Regions from separate parts of the Oryzias latipes genome. Here region 2 is linked to region 1. The links are chromatin contacts, called in public Hi-C maps. All regions are on one chromosome and are shown on one strand. The core of a region is the stretch at or near the end of the contact, and the rest is flanking DNA. Distances in the headings are between cores, read along the strand shown.

Region 1 (5,860 bases), core at 260-2,759:
TTACAGTTTTTTTTTTTTATTTCCCCAATAAAAGGTTCATCATTGATCCTTTGTATCATAAATGCCCCCAGTTTTAGTTTGAAAAGTAGCTTCTTTGCCACTCAAAATTCAGTTATGTGACCAGTGACAAAACTTGTTTGGACTAATTCCAGATAATTGTGTCACATAGCTTTTAAATGTCAAGTGTTTGTCTTAAAATACTTTTTATGAATTAGGAAATAGGAAATAATCAGTCAGAACAATGAAGCTAGACCAATGTATATATAAACTGTAGGTACTTAGCATTTGAAGTTCCATAGTTGGATAAGTCCTCCTAAATTACAACACAAATTTTGCCAAAAGTGCTACAATAAAAAAAAACAAAAAAAAAAACAGGAAAGTAAGAAGCAACTGTATTGACCTAGTGAAAAGCAGTAATGATTTAGGTAGCGTGTAGTGGAGCGCCCCAGGGGGTTTTAAGTCCCACTCCGATCATGTTTTGATCTACTTTAAAAGCGTTCCCGGTGGTGTTTTCATTATGATTATGCTGTTTTTAGCCCAAATATAAAAACTGTGCCGTTTTCTAGGACAATGTTTCTGCAGAACGGTGGTAGTTCATTAGAACATCAGTTATTGGCGTGCAGTAAGCCCACCCACACTTCCCATAATCCATCTGTTTACACACTCTTCTGCTAGTTTACAGCCCCTTACAACACCAACCTAACATTACTAGTGCAATAGAAATGGCGAGCGAAGCAGCCGTACAGTTTTGAGCCAGATGTCAGCTCAGACGAGAAAAACAGGACATGGATCTAGTCATCTACAAGCGGGTGCATCGGAATGGAGCGGAGAAGGGAGCTTGTGGCTTGATATTCATTGTAGGTTCTACATCATACCTACAAGCTTTTTACAACAGCAATTTTGTATCTGCTACTGATCCACAATGATTTGAATAAAGAAAGACTCATAAATTCAGTTTTAATCTTAATTTTCTTTATGTATGTTCTTCATCCTAAGAAAATTGCTACAAAAACATGTTGAAAACACTAAAACACAATTTTCTTCGGAGTGGATCTTTAAAAATCCTGAGATAATTTAGACTGTACCTTAAATTTAGAAACTGCCAAAAAAAAAGCAATGGGGGTCAATCAAAAGTGATGAATTCAGCGTTTGGTCGTTGCAGCCACTCAGCGGTGTCGTCTCATAGCATGTCGTGGACTGTCACCCCCACCACCTTCAGCCCTCTTTAACAATCACTAATGGATTAATTTGTGTGAGGTGGAAATTTTGCTTTTCTTAACCTTAATGAGACTTGCTCATGCTCAGGCCAGAGGCCAGCCGCTGAGCGAAGGGAGGAATAAATAATGACTCCTAACACAGACGCACCAGGCAACCCTCGTATAAGGCCATTTAACATAACAAACATCCAAAACGAGCATGCGCAAGCTTGAACTCCCACAGACCCACGCAAACACACACTGACATGGTGGACTGTCAACCTGGGGAGAAAGGACGGGGGTGGATGAGGAGACATCACACAATGAACATTTATTAAAGGAGACATCTACAGAGGGTCAAGAAAGAAAGAAGGTAGTGGGTGGGGGTGGGTGTTTAACAGGCCTGTGCAGAGACAGGACGATTTAGCTGAGTCCACTGTGGTGACATAAAAAGGGGCGTAGCAAGCACGCATTAACAGCAGATTGGCATGTTTTTACATCATAAACTGTTGGTCGCGTTCCCAAATACCACCCGGCCCACATTAATCGTGAACATGCACGAACCTGTGTGCACAGCAAGGTACACAGACACAAGTGCACAAGTACGCATGAGTTACCCAGAGGGCCAGTTCTCAGCTCAATGGACAATCCCAGAGTTAGGAAGGGTTTTTCAGATCCAAGCAGCTTATCCAATCATTTATCAGATTAATACTTTTCATGAGAATAAACCACTCATAGAGAGATGCATATGGAATGTGTCTATCTAAAAACCAAAGAAATATTATGCAACTAAAGGTTATCCCATGTTTGAGGCTGCATTAGCGCTCTGCTTGTGCAGATTTCAACTTTAATAAAACTGTTTTTCGTGGTAAGAATGTGCTAAAAAATAGACTTTTGGTGTGAATTTAAGCAGGATAAAATGCATTTTCAGTAAATGTCATCTCAGATTATTATTTCTGTACCTGAACACATAAAGTTGCACCAGAAATCTGAATGTGCCTTACATTGGAGTCGAGCAGGTCGATGCTGTCCAGGCTCTTGCTGCGGTGAATGCGGCCTTTGATGCGGCGCAGAGATGGTTTGGCCTGGCTCACTGGAAGTGAGAGGGTTGATGTGGCGGGCAATGTCAGAGCACCAGCGCCACCTGTAGCACCCACAGGCCCGTCAGAACATCCGGCAGCACCCGACGGGGACATTTCTCCATCTTGAGGAGTCACCCTGCATGATAGAATGAAACTATTTTGTCATAACCCAACTGCAGATAAAATATAGAAATGGTGTATTTCTCCTGCAAGGCATGTTCATTTATGAATTTTCACCATAGGCACCCCTTTCTTATTCACTGTGTGGTCTCAAGTATAACATTTTTGCAGTTTTTTTTGAAGGCTACTTGGAAAACCATTGTTACGGCTGTGGCCGTATTTGGTTTTGTTCTGTGTTTTTTGTATTATTTCTGTATCAGAGTGGGACTTGTGTTTTTTGGGGATCTTTGTGTGTCTGTTTGTGTCTAATTATTTGCAGGTGTGGTTCATGTAGGTGTGGCCTCCAATTGGACAAGCTGGTGGAGGCAGCCTTTCAAAACCACCACATGGACCTCCACACCGGGAGAGGGGAGCCTTGCTGCAACAGTCTCCACTGCAGCTTGGCCCTCTTCTCCATTTTGTTTTTGATTTCACCTCTTGTTTAGTTGTGCACTTTTGTATTTTGTATTCTTAGTTCTTCGTAGTTTGTATTGTCTGTGCCCACTCTGATTAGTCTTTTGGTTTATAGTTATTTGTTTAAGTGAAGCTGTAGGGGTGAACCGCCATTTTGTTTAGTACACGTTTTCTCCTGTTTTTGTTAGGTTAGGGAGGTTAGAGTTTTGTCATTTATTTCCCTTTCCTTTCATTTACAGGTAAGATGACATGTTTCAGTTAGTTGGGGTTTCGTTTGTTATTTTGGCCTGGGTTCACCCTGAAGCCTTTTAGCTTCACTATTAGTTCTTGTTGGTTGGTGTTTGTTAATTTGTAAATAAAGTTCTTATATTTTTATGGAGACATTCGTTTGGTGTATTTGTTACAGTTAATTTATTAGTCAAACCTTTACTTTTTTATGTTATGCCCCCCCTAGCACCCCTAGACACAAAGGGGGCGTAACACCATGATGTCTCCCCTTTTCTCCTTTTTTCCCATCACCACTGCAAAGAAAACTGGCAGTAATCAGTTGACAAAAAGTGTTATTCTAAATTTTTTTTGCAAAAAAAAAAAGAATATTTACTATTTTTAACCTCATAGCTTCAGACCCAATTACTGCAAGTAAGAGAACAACTTTCAAGCTTTTTCCAAAATCGTATTGTCTTGTGGTCTCCAGAAGTTGCTACAAAAAATTCACTCAGGCAGTTCCACATCGAAATAAAAACAGGAAAACTACTGGAAGTCTAAAGAATATGAAGTTTCTGTCTTTACTTTAAAGGACATTGCGTCCTGTTGGCAAAAGCTGAACCCAAGCAAGTGTGAATAATTGGGCTGAATGTCAGCGGGTAGCCTGCAGATGGAGACTGAGCATGGAGAGTCTATTTATCTTCCATTAAAGACACATTGAGGCTTCTTCTTCCATGTGTTTGATTTATACAGTCACTTAAGGCAAACATTTAAACACAAATCACAAGGTGCTTAACTGATTTATGCATGTATTTAGTTATTGGGGGGCATTTAATGTTTAAATCACAGGTGATATGAATTGTAACAGGAAAAAGGTTAAAATAAGATGGAAATAACTAAATTAGGAAAAAATGGATGGGTGAAAATAATTGTCATGATAAAAACATGGAAAACTGGAAAGGGAACAACCATTTATGTTACTATCTGACGTTTATATCATTCAAAAATCAATATTTGTGGGTTTCCACAAGAAGTAAACAAGCCCATTTGATGTTTTATTTTCTACCATATACCTAATATTCTGAGCAGAAAACAATTAAATAGTCAATTCAAGCACATGAGCATCTTTTAACAACTGGTGGTTCATTTACTTATAACAGACAAAGGATAGGCTCAGCTCCCAGAGTTTGTTAATACTTTATGGTCCTGTGAGAGAAGACGGACCTGCTGTCACCAGTTGTATCATACAGACACAAGTCGTCAATCAAAGAGCTGAACAGGAGAATTATACTGAGTTTGACTTGACAATATGTCACAGTCTAAAGCAAACAGAAAAAAACTACAGCTGACAGTCTGACAGCTTGTCATTTTTTAGCACGAGATGTTTTTAGGTTAATCTGATTTAAATGACAGGCCTTTTTATTAAAAACAAAAACAAAAAACATATCCAAAAAAAAAAGTATCAATCCATGCATCCATTTATTTATATCTGTCCATCCATCTAACTTTGATCATTTGGTCACGCAATCTCTGTCTTAGGGAGACTCCAGTCAACCTGCAAACGATTCTCACTTCAACCACCAGTATGACCAAATCCCAGATTAATGTTCACAACCCACAGTCTGGGGACACATTTGGAAGAGGGATTCTGCTTTTCCCAGCAAGAACCATGGTCTCACAAGTGGAGCTAATTCTCGTACCATGGTCTAGCTCCTGCATGAGAATTTTCAGAGACCACTTCAGAGACATGTCCAAAGGCCGTCTTCATTAGAAGATAAATCAGTGGGATGGAGAAGATTGTCAAAGTATTAATTCCACCGCCTGAAAACATCCTCTGTAAATGGCAACAGTTTCCCACCTGCAACATGCACTGCATTAGTGGTGCACTTGCTTGGTTGGCATCTGTCTGCTGCCTTCAGAGCTCTACAGAAAAACTTAGGCTAGATTTTAAATTAGAACCATGTGCTGTTGAGGTAATAATAGTGTCCTTTAACTGAGAACCCTAAATTGTTTAGTGGATGTGTGCTCTAGTGAAATATTGGCTCAAAGGAATTAACAGGTTTTTAGTCTGAGTTTGGATCCACCTGCAGCATCTCTCATAAGACATCAGGGTAAACAGCGGGGTTTAACTGTTCTCCAAGGATGTTCTGAGTTCTGTTGAGGCAGTGTAGGTTGTGAAATTTTCTCAAGGAAAGAGTCGCCTGATCATCCAATAATGCTCTTTATTCCCTCCCTGTCTACTCTTCTGTATACTGCATACTGGCATGGAGAATGTCAAGGGGGCTCTCCGCTCCACAGTGGTAGAAGGTCACCAACAGCCCCATCCTCCAGTTGGTTTCCTTCAGCACACTTTGGAAGTTGAGGCTCTGCTGTTCGATCTGATAATGGCTTTGGTGTTGGGGGATCTAACCCTCGCCCAACAACTGTGGTGTCATCTGCAAATTTAATCATGGTGTTCTAGTGCTTAGCTGGATGGTAGTTGTGTTTGTCGAGGGAGTGCTAAACTGACTCAGCACACAACCCCAAGAGAAGCCTTTACTGAGCATGCAGAGGGAGGAGAGGAGAAGTTTGACATTGTGGGAGATTTGTCAGGAACTCTCTGGTCCACGTGCAGGTCGATAGTGGGAAACCCAGGTCTGTCAGCTTAGCTAAAGAAAAGGTCCAGTTTGATTTTATTGAAGGCTGAGCTGTAGTCAATGAAAACATCACCACGTATCCCTCATTGTGTCCAGGTTGCTTAGAACTAACACTTTTGCATCCCCAGTTTATCTGTTTGTTCTGAAAGCAAACTGGTGTTTGGGAGAA
Region 2 (6,281 bases), core at 2,676-5,175, 46 kb after region 1:
CATAATACACGTTACAGGTTGAAGAGGAAAGTGTGTCAGGAAGAGACGGCATCAAAAATGAAGCTGAGGATAAAAACCCCGTCCTGCGGTGGCCTTAATCCTTCAACACCTGCAAATTGAAGCATGCTCCCTTTGATGTTGTCGGCTCAGCTGGCGAGATTTAATAGGACAAGGGAAAAAGAGGAGCATAATAAGGAATGCGTTTAACACTGGGCTAAAATAGATCTGAGTTAAAAAATGACACTCTGTTGTGGACCGTAAACAAACCTGTCAACATCACTGCAGCAGAGATTTATTTTCTGTAACCTTTAGTGGCCCATCTCAGAGATAAAGCATTGCAATGCTCTGCTGAACAAACAACTGCTGGTGTTTCAAAGCTTGCAGCAGTTAGTAAAGATAATGAACTTTATCATCTCTGGACATTATTTTACATGCAAACCCACCACAAAACAGTGGTTTGATGGACAATCCACAAACTCTAGCAGAACGTTTCCAGATGCAAAGGAAACATAGCATCTGAAGGTAGTTCCACACCCAATACAGGCTTATTTCTGATTAATTTTGTTTGCAAATACATTTTTATCAGTCTACAACGTGTTTTTTTTTCCTGAGATTATTTTTATTTTTATTCTGTGTATGTTTTAAAGAAGGTCAATTTTAAACTTTAAGCTTTAAAACGCAATGTTAAATATCATAATTGACATTTTTTTTAAAATCATTGTTATTTCTTTATTATGGTTTATTTATTACAATTGGGAAAGAGTTGAAGTTGCATTTTAAATTTTCTGGTTTTGTTAAATAAATAAAGATACATGAATAAATAAATTTTTGATAAAACAAAATATCAACTTTTAAAAACACTTTTGCATTAGGTTTAATAAAGGCTTCAAAAGGCCTTTTATTCCTTCCGTTGAGTCCTGAAATTAATCCACATACAAACACCATGAATAGGTTTTTCGTTTAGGACTAATGATTTTGATAATTTTCATGTTTTTTGGCTGCTCTTAACCAACCACAGGGGAAGGTGGGTTAAATAAACTGGGTGTGGCTTTGCTGTTGTCAAGGCAATCATAGCTCCTTTGGATATTGTCCACCAGTCAGTTGGGAGTGAGTAGATGTGCAAGCAACACAATATATAAAATATTCCAGAGACATTTATGTACAGTTTCAAACAAAGTTACAACCTCTTTTTAATCATGGCAGTGAGCTGACCAATCACAGCCCGTCCAATTAACCAGGGACACAGTGATGGCTGCTCAGGGAGCTCTCTACTAAAACATATATATATATATATATATATACTTACAAATATTTACACACTTACTTACACCCAAAAATCCAATATCTGTGTGGATACTTAAAGAGACCCACTTGAACCAAAATTTTAAAAGAATACATAGTTTTTCATTTTAATGTTTACTCATTCTTATGGTCAAACGGTGTCTTTGTAATTATGCGGCATTCTCGCCATCTGGTGGTGATATTAAGTACTGCATCACTGCCAAAATAAACGGTGAAAGACATTGGGGCATATGACAATGTAATAAATTACAATACTCAACAATCTTTAGATATACATCCCAATGAGCACTTTTCAGTCAAACAGAAATGGCAAATCACAAATAATAGAAGAATTCAGCTGTGGTTTTACCTAAAGCAGCCACACATTTGTTGACGACTGTATACATTTGATTGAGTTACTTTTCTAGATTAACAAAGGAAATCTGTGACTCGTAGTTAGAGCTGGGAAAGAGAGCACAGTGAAGCTTTCAAGTTTCATGAACTATAGTGAAAGAAACAATGTTTAATGCACTGAAACTATGTCAGATGCATTTTATCCTTTTATAAACTTTAGAAAATTGTAAAATAAAATAGAAATAATAATAAAAAAGAAAGGTAGAATACTGATATTAGGTTTGTTAAACACAATGTAAAAGAGCTCTTCCACTCTCGGCTTCTCCCATCAGGGGTCGCCACAGCGAACGAGTCGCATGGTAGATTTGGCAATGTTTTACGCCGGATGCCCTTCCTGACGCAACCTTCTCAAACCGGGCTTGGAACCGGCAGAGGTAGAGAAGGGAACAGGGAGCAGCCCGGAGTCGAACCCTGGTTTCACGGACGGCAGGCGCCACAAACCAGCACGAGCTAAACCGGCTCCACAATGTAAAAGAGCTAATACCCCAAAAATGAAGAATGACAATTATTACAAAGGGATTTTTTCCACATTTTTTGCAGCAGGACAATTGTTGGATTATAAAACAGGCCTCTGGGCGGGCACAGATATGAACAAAGTCTCTTTCTTAATCTGACAGTTACAGCTTCAATAAAATGAAAAACCATGTAACTGCAATTAGGTCATTTTTCCCTGAACCTGATGAGCTTTGAAACCACTTTGTTTAAATAATATCAGTCTTTTTTGTGGTTTGTTTTGTCTTGTCTACACATGGTTGAGGTGGATTAGTCCATTCAGTCTGTCCTAGTTTGTCTAGTTCTCTGTTTAAACAGAATAGAATAGAATTTTTTTATTTGAACTTTATGAATTGTTTCAAAATTCATTACAGAAGTGTACTATTTTGGATTTTTTGGACTGTAGTCTGATTTCAAGCTTTGAGATTGTGGTCTGTGGTGGATTTCTCTCATCTTTACGAGTTATTCTGAGGAATTCCAAAGAAAATTGTGGGGTTTGTTCTTCATTTGGCCCAGGCAAATGTCCGGTCGCTAGGAGACGAGACAGTTTTGGGCAGGGACTTCTTTAAATGTCCAGAGTTGGATTTTATTTTCATTTCATTGTCCTTAAATTCCTTTCACCTGTGTGTTTATTAGCGGGCTTGTAGTCCTTCCCTTACGTTTCTACTTTAAACGCTTCACATCCATTTTATTGTTTTGTTACTGTCATGTGGGAGAGGTGTGTGTGTCATTTGATATAAACTGTATAAATAGTGATGTTTTGTTGTTTTCAGCTAACAGTTTGATGCAATTTAGATAGATGTAAAAAAAATAATTAATAAATACTTGCTCACAGTGTATAGTTGTTTAGTACATTATAAAACTTGGCTTATGTGTTTTTCTTCATGTTCCCATGCAGCTGTTTTGGTTCTCTGTTTCTTGCAATGATTGCCAGATAAATCAGTCTCCAATAGTTTTTGCTGTGTCACAATGCTTCTTTCATACTTAAAACTATGCAGCAGTACAGTTTTTTACATTAGCTTTCTCTGAACTTATCTATTTATGGCTACCCTTTCTTGAACCTTTCTCAGATTTCTGACAGGGGTCTAGGAGTAGCTTAAGTGTGAAAAATCCAATTTTAATGAACAAAAAAAAAAGAACCTCACTCAGTCTCTTATTCCAGCTTTGAACATTCATTATTGAAATTAAGCTAAGAAATCCTGTTCTGTGAACTGAGTTCAACCATTTACCAACACTTAATACGGATTTTATTCTAAAGGGATGTCACTGTTCATGTTTGCTGCAAATCGAAATCCTTGGTTCAGGACTTTTAACAAATGAACCCTTTTGATCCAATGCAGTCTGTTGTTGTGTCTAGATGCTGGATCTTGTTCATTTGAGGGTTTACAGTTTTAAATGGTGCAGTTTTTTTCTTGTATCTACACATTGTAGATAAACATTGTGACTTTTTTTTGTCACTGATGCCCCCCACTGTTGTAATCCATCTACACCCATGCTGAGTAAGGTGCGTCTAACATGGCTGCGCCTTACTCAACTTTGAACTGTATGTATGTATTTCTGTTGTATGTCTGACCTTGTTCGAGTTGTACTGGAAAGAAATTTTGTGTGTCAGTGTATGCTGTGCATTTGAAAATAAACCTGATTCTGAAATGTCATAGAAATTTTAGACTATTTATGGTAAGTGTAACTCTGCTTTCTTCTCCTCTTAAACTTTGTGCTCAGATGCAGAGTTGTCGCTTGCTATGAGACCACAGACACCTGTCAGAGTTTTTTATTTTTTCAGGGACTCCTTTCTACTCTGTCGGAATGGTGCTATAAGGTATTTGTTGAGCTTCTAAAGATGCCACATAGGAATATGCTGGATTCTACTGTTCCAATATCAAATAGGTGCAACTGAACTGTGAATTGACAAATCTATGTTTAGTTTCATCTGCGCTAAAAACAAGCTCCATGTCTCTCTGGGAATCATGAAAGACTGTTGTCTATCAAAACGAAGTAAAATGTGCAAAACCACAGTATTTTCCATGTCTGTCATCTGAAACAGTCACAAACCCCAGATCCTTCCTGAATACCGGTACTCTAGATTACCTCTCTCAGGGTTCTTTGTTGGGTCTTTTTTTTTTCTTTTAACAAGTTTTCATATATACCAGGATTTATATTTAGAAACTGTTTTTTCTTACCACTGCTTTGTTGGAGTTAAATTTACCTTTTGTTTAAAGTCGGCATGGGCTGTGATTCAAAACAGACAAACTGTCGGAAGGATTTAAAACGTGGATGGATTCGAACGTTTAATTAATTTTTACCAGACTAAGACCGAAACCATTATATTAGTATAATCAAAATTAATAAATGGTCACCTAGTCCTATTGAACATTCAGTAAAGCAATTTAGGAGTAACCATACTTTAAACTAGAACAGAAGCATAGCTCTGTGGTTGTGTAATGTGTTTTCAAACAGGCTAAAACACAGTGATTTTACTGACATCTGGTGACAGGTGTAATAGAAGTGTGTCAGAAATCAATTAAACCGTAGGACCCAAAATGCAGGAGACAACGTTGGTGCGAGAAAATAAATGCTTTAAAAAGACAAAGCATGGCAGAGGATTTGACCAAAATGAGTTGAAAACAAAACACTCAATTAACTGAGGATGATTAACTGAAACGAACAGCTGTGGATAATTAGCAAATGAAACCGACAAGTGAGACTGTACCAAATAAGCTTGAAAACAAAACAGTACAAAAACAAAACACGAAAAACATTAAAAAAAATAAATAAAAAACCCACACAATTTTAGTGTAAAATATGAAAGATTGTAATAGCAAAAATCAAATAAAGACACAGCCAAGCGTGACCTTATGTTAAAGCCTCATAGTCACGCTGAAAAACAAGAGGGGAGGGGCGCTATTTCTCTTCTAGCAGAGCGATTACGTAAGCGGGATGCACTCGGAGGCAGGGCGCATTTTAAGGACTAACACCTGCTCAGACAGTCTTTACGCATGCCCATTCCAACACTTCCGGCAAAATTGGCGGGAAAAACAGCTCAAAATATATGTAATTTTAAACTAGCAAACATATTTGGGACTTTCCTATCAAAGTTATGTTTCAGTGTAGGACGGCCTGGTTTTCCAAAAGTGTGAATGAGGCACACCTCAAGTTTTGGGGTAAGAAATCTCTTTCCAACGGCTTCAAAACACAGATAAAATTGTGTATGTATTATTGTGTTATTGTAAAGTAATAATCTATTGTAAATATAGCTCCTCAAAAATACCAAAAATAAAAGTAAAAATTTTTGTTTTCACATGTAGCACAAAAGTATAGAAAGTTATATAGAAAATGTGATTTTTATTTTAAGTAAATAACTACACATTAAACTAAATGTCTAGTGTAGAAATTCGATCCTGCATATTTTAGATGCACCTGAACCCACATATTTGTGTGTGACCATAGGAGTACTATATATAGGAAAAATCAAGGTAAAATGTGGTAAATTTCCATTCATTGTGATGTCTTGGAAAAGGTTAAACTTTGAGTCTCCAAAGGACATGTAGAATAACACACACTTCTTAGATCTGCTTTGCTGGTTGCTTGTTTTGATGATACTTCTCTGGTAGTACAAGAAGGTGGGACCATCACAGGCTGGAGAAAAGCCGATTTCATCTTTAGTGAGGATGCAACATCCTCTGACACTTTAAGGTGAGACGAATGCTAGAATAAGAAAAAATAAAGAAGGGATACAAACAAATGGAAAAACCATTTCACATTTTTATTTCTTTTTTTAAGGATATTTGAGAGCAAAGATTTCCTCTGGGACAAAGTGACAGTTTTTCACAGCTTGTTCCTATTGACCTGTGAAAAAAGGCAGAGTGTGAAATCCGTATGCATTGGTCATTATGTGCTACCCCCAGTCCCAGTGCAGAACGGTGAGGATTACAACACGTTTATTGATTCACTGTAAGACACAAGTATATGGTATATACTTACTATAACTATATGAAGAAAGAACACTTTCACACAGCTTGTCTATGAAGATCATTATTGCCATCAGTGCTCATCTGTGGAAAAGCTGTTGCTTCATGTCAGGGAAAAAAACATTC

What was found. Hi-C and Micro-C count contacts between places; a contact is called where the count stands out from the background.
Region 2: a contact with region 1 is called in a Hi-C map of embryo, with 1.9 times the contacts expected there. The contact joins the promoter of terb2 here to the enhancer-like site in region 1. A contact is called at or near these places in 2 of 5 Hi-C or Micro-C datasets (embryo and gastrula embryo).

Annotation. Positions count from the first base shown.
Region 1 is chr3:18,631,817-18,637,676 of ASM223467v1, forward strand. It overlaps LOC101166369 (tight junction protein ZO-1), which reads right to left. Exons shown (of 30, transcript XM_011489604.3): 2 at 2,201-2,414. Among protein-coding and RNA genes, the nearest start is that of LOC101166369, 22 kb to the right of the region's middle. Within about 2 kb of position 1,510, at least 1 of the 8 cell types and tissues checked has an H3K27ac peak or open chromatin away from gene starts, as enhancers often do. A contact at or near this core is called in embryo, where this site is marked.
Region 2 is chr3:18,675,034-18,681,314 of ASM223467v1, forward strand. terb2 (telomere repeats-binding bouquet formation protein 2) reads left to right here and starts at 3,926. Exons shown (of 8, transcript XM_020713639.2): 1 at 3,926-5,348; 2 at 5,799-5,880; 3 at 5,968-6,107. The coding sequence starts at 5,285.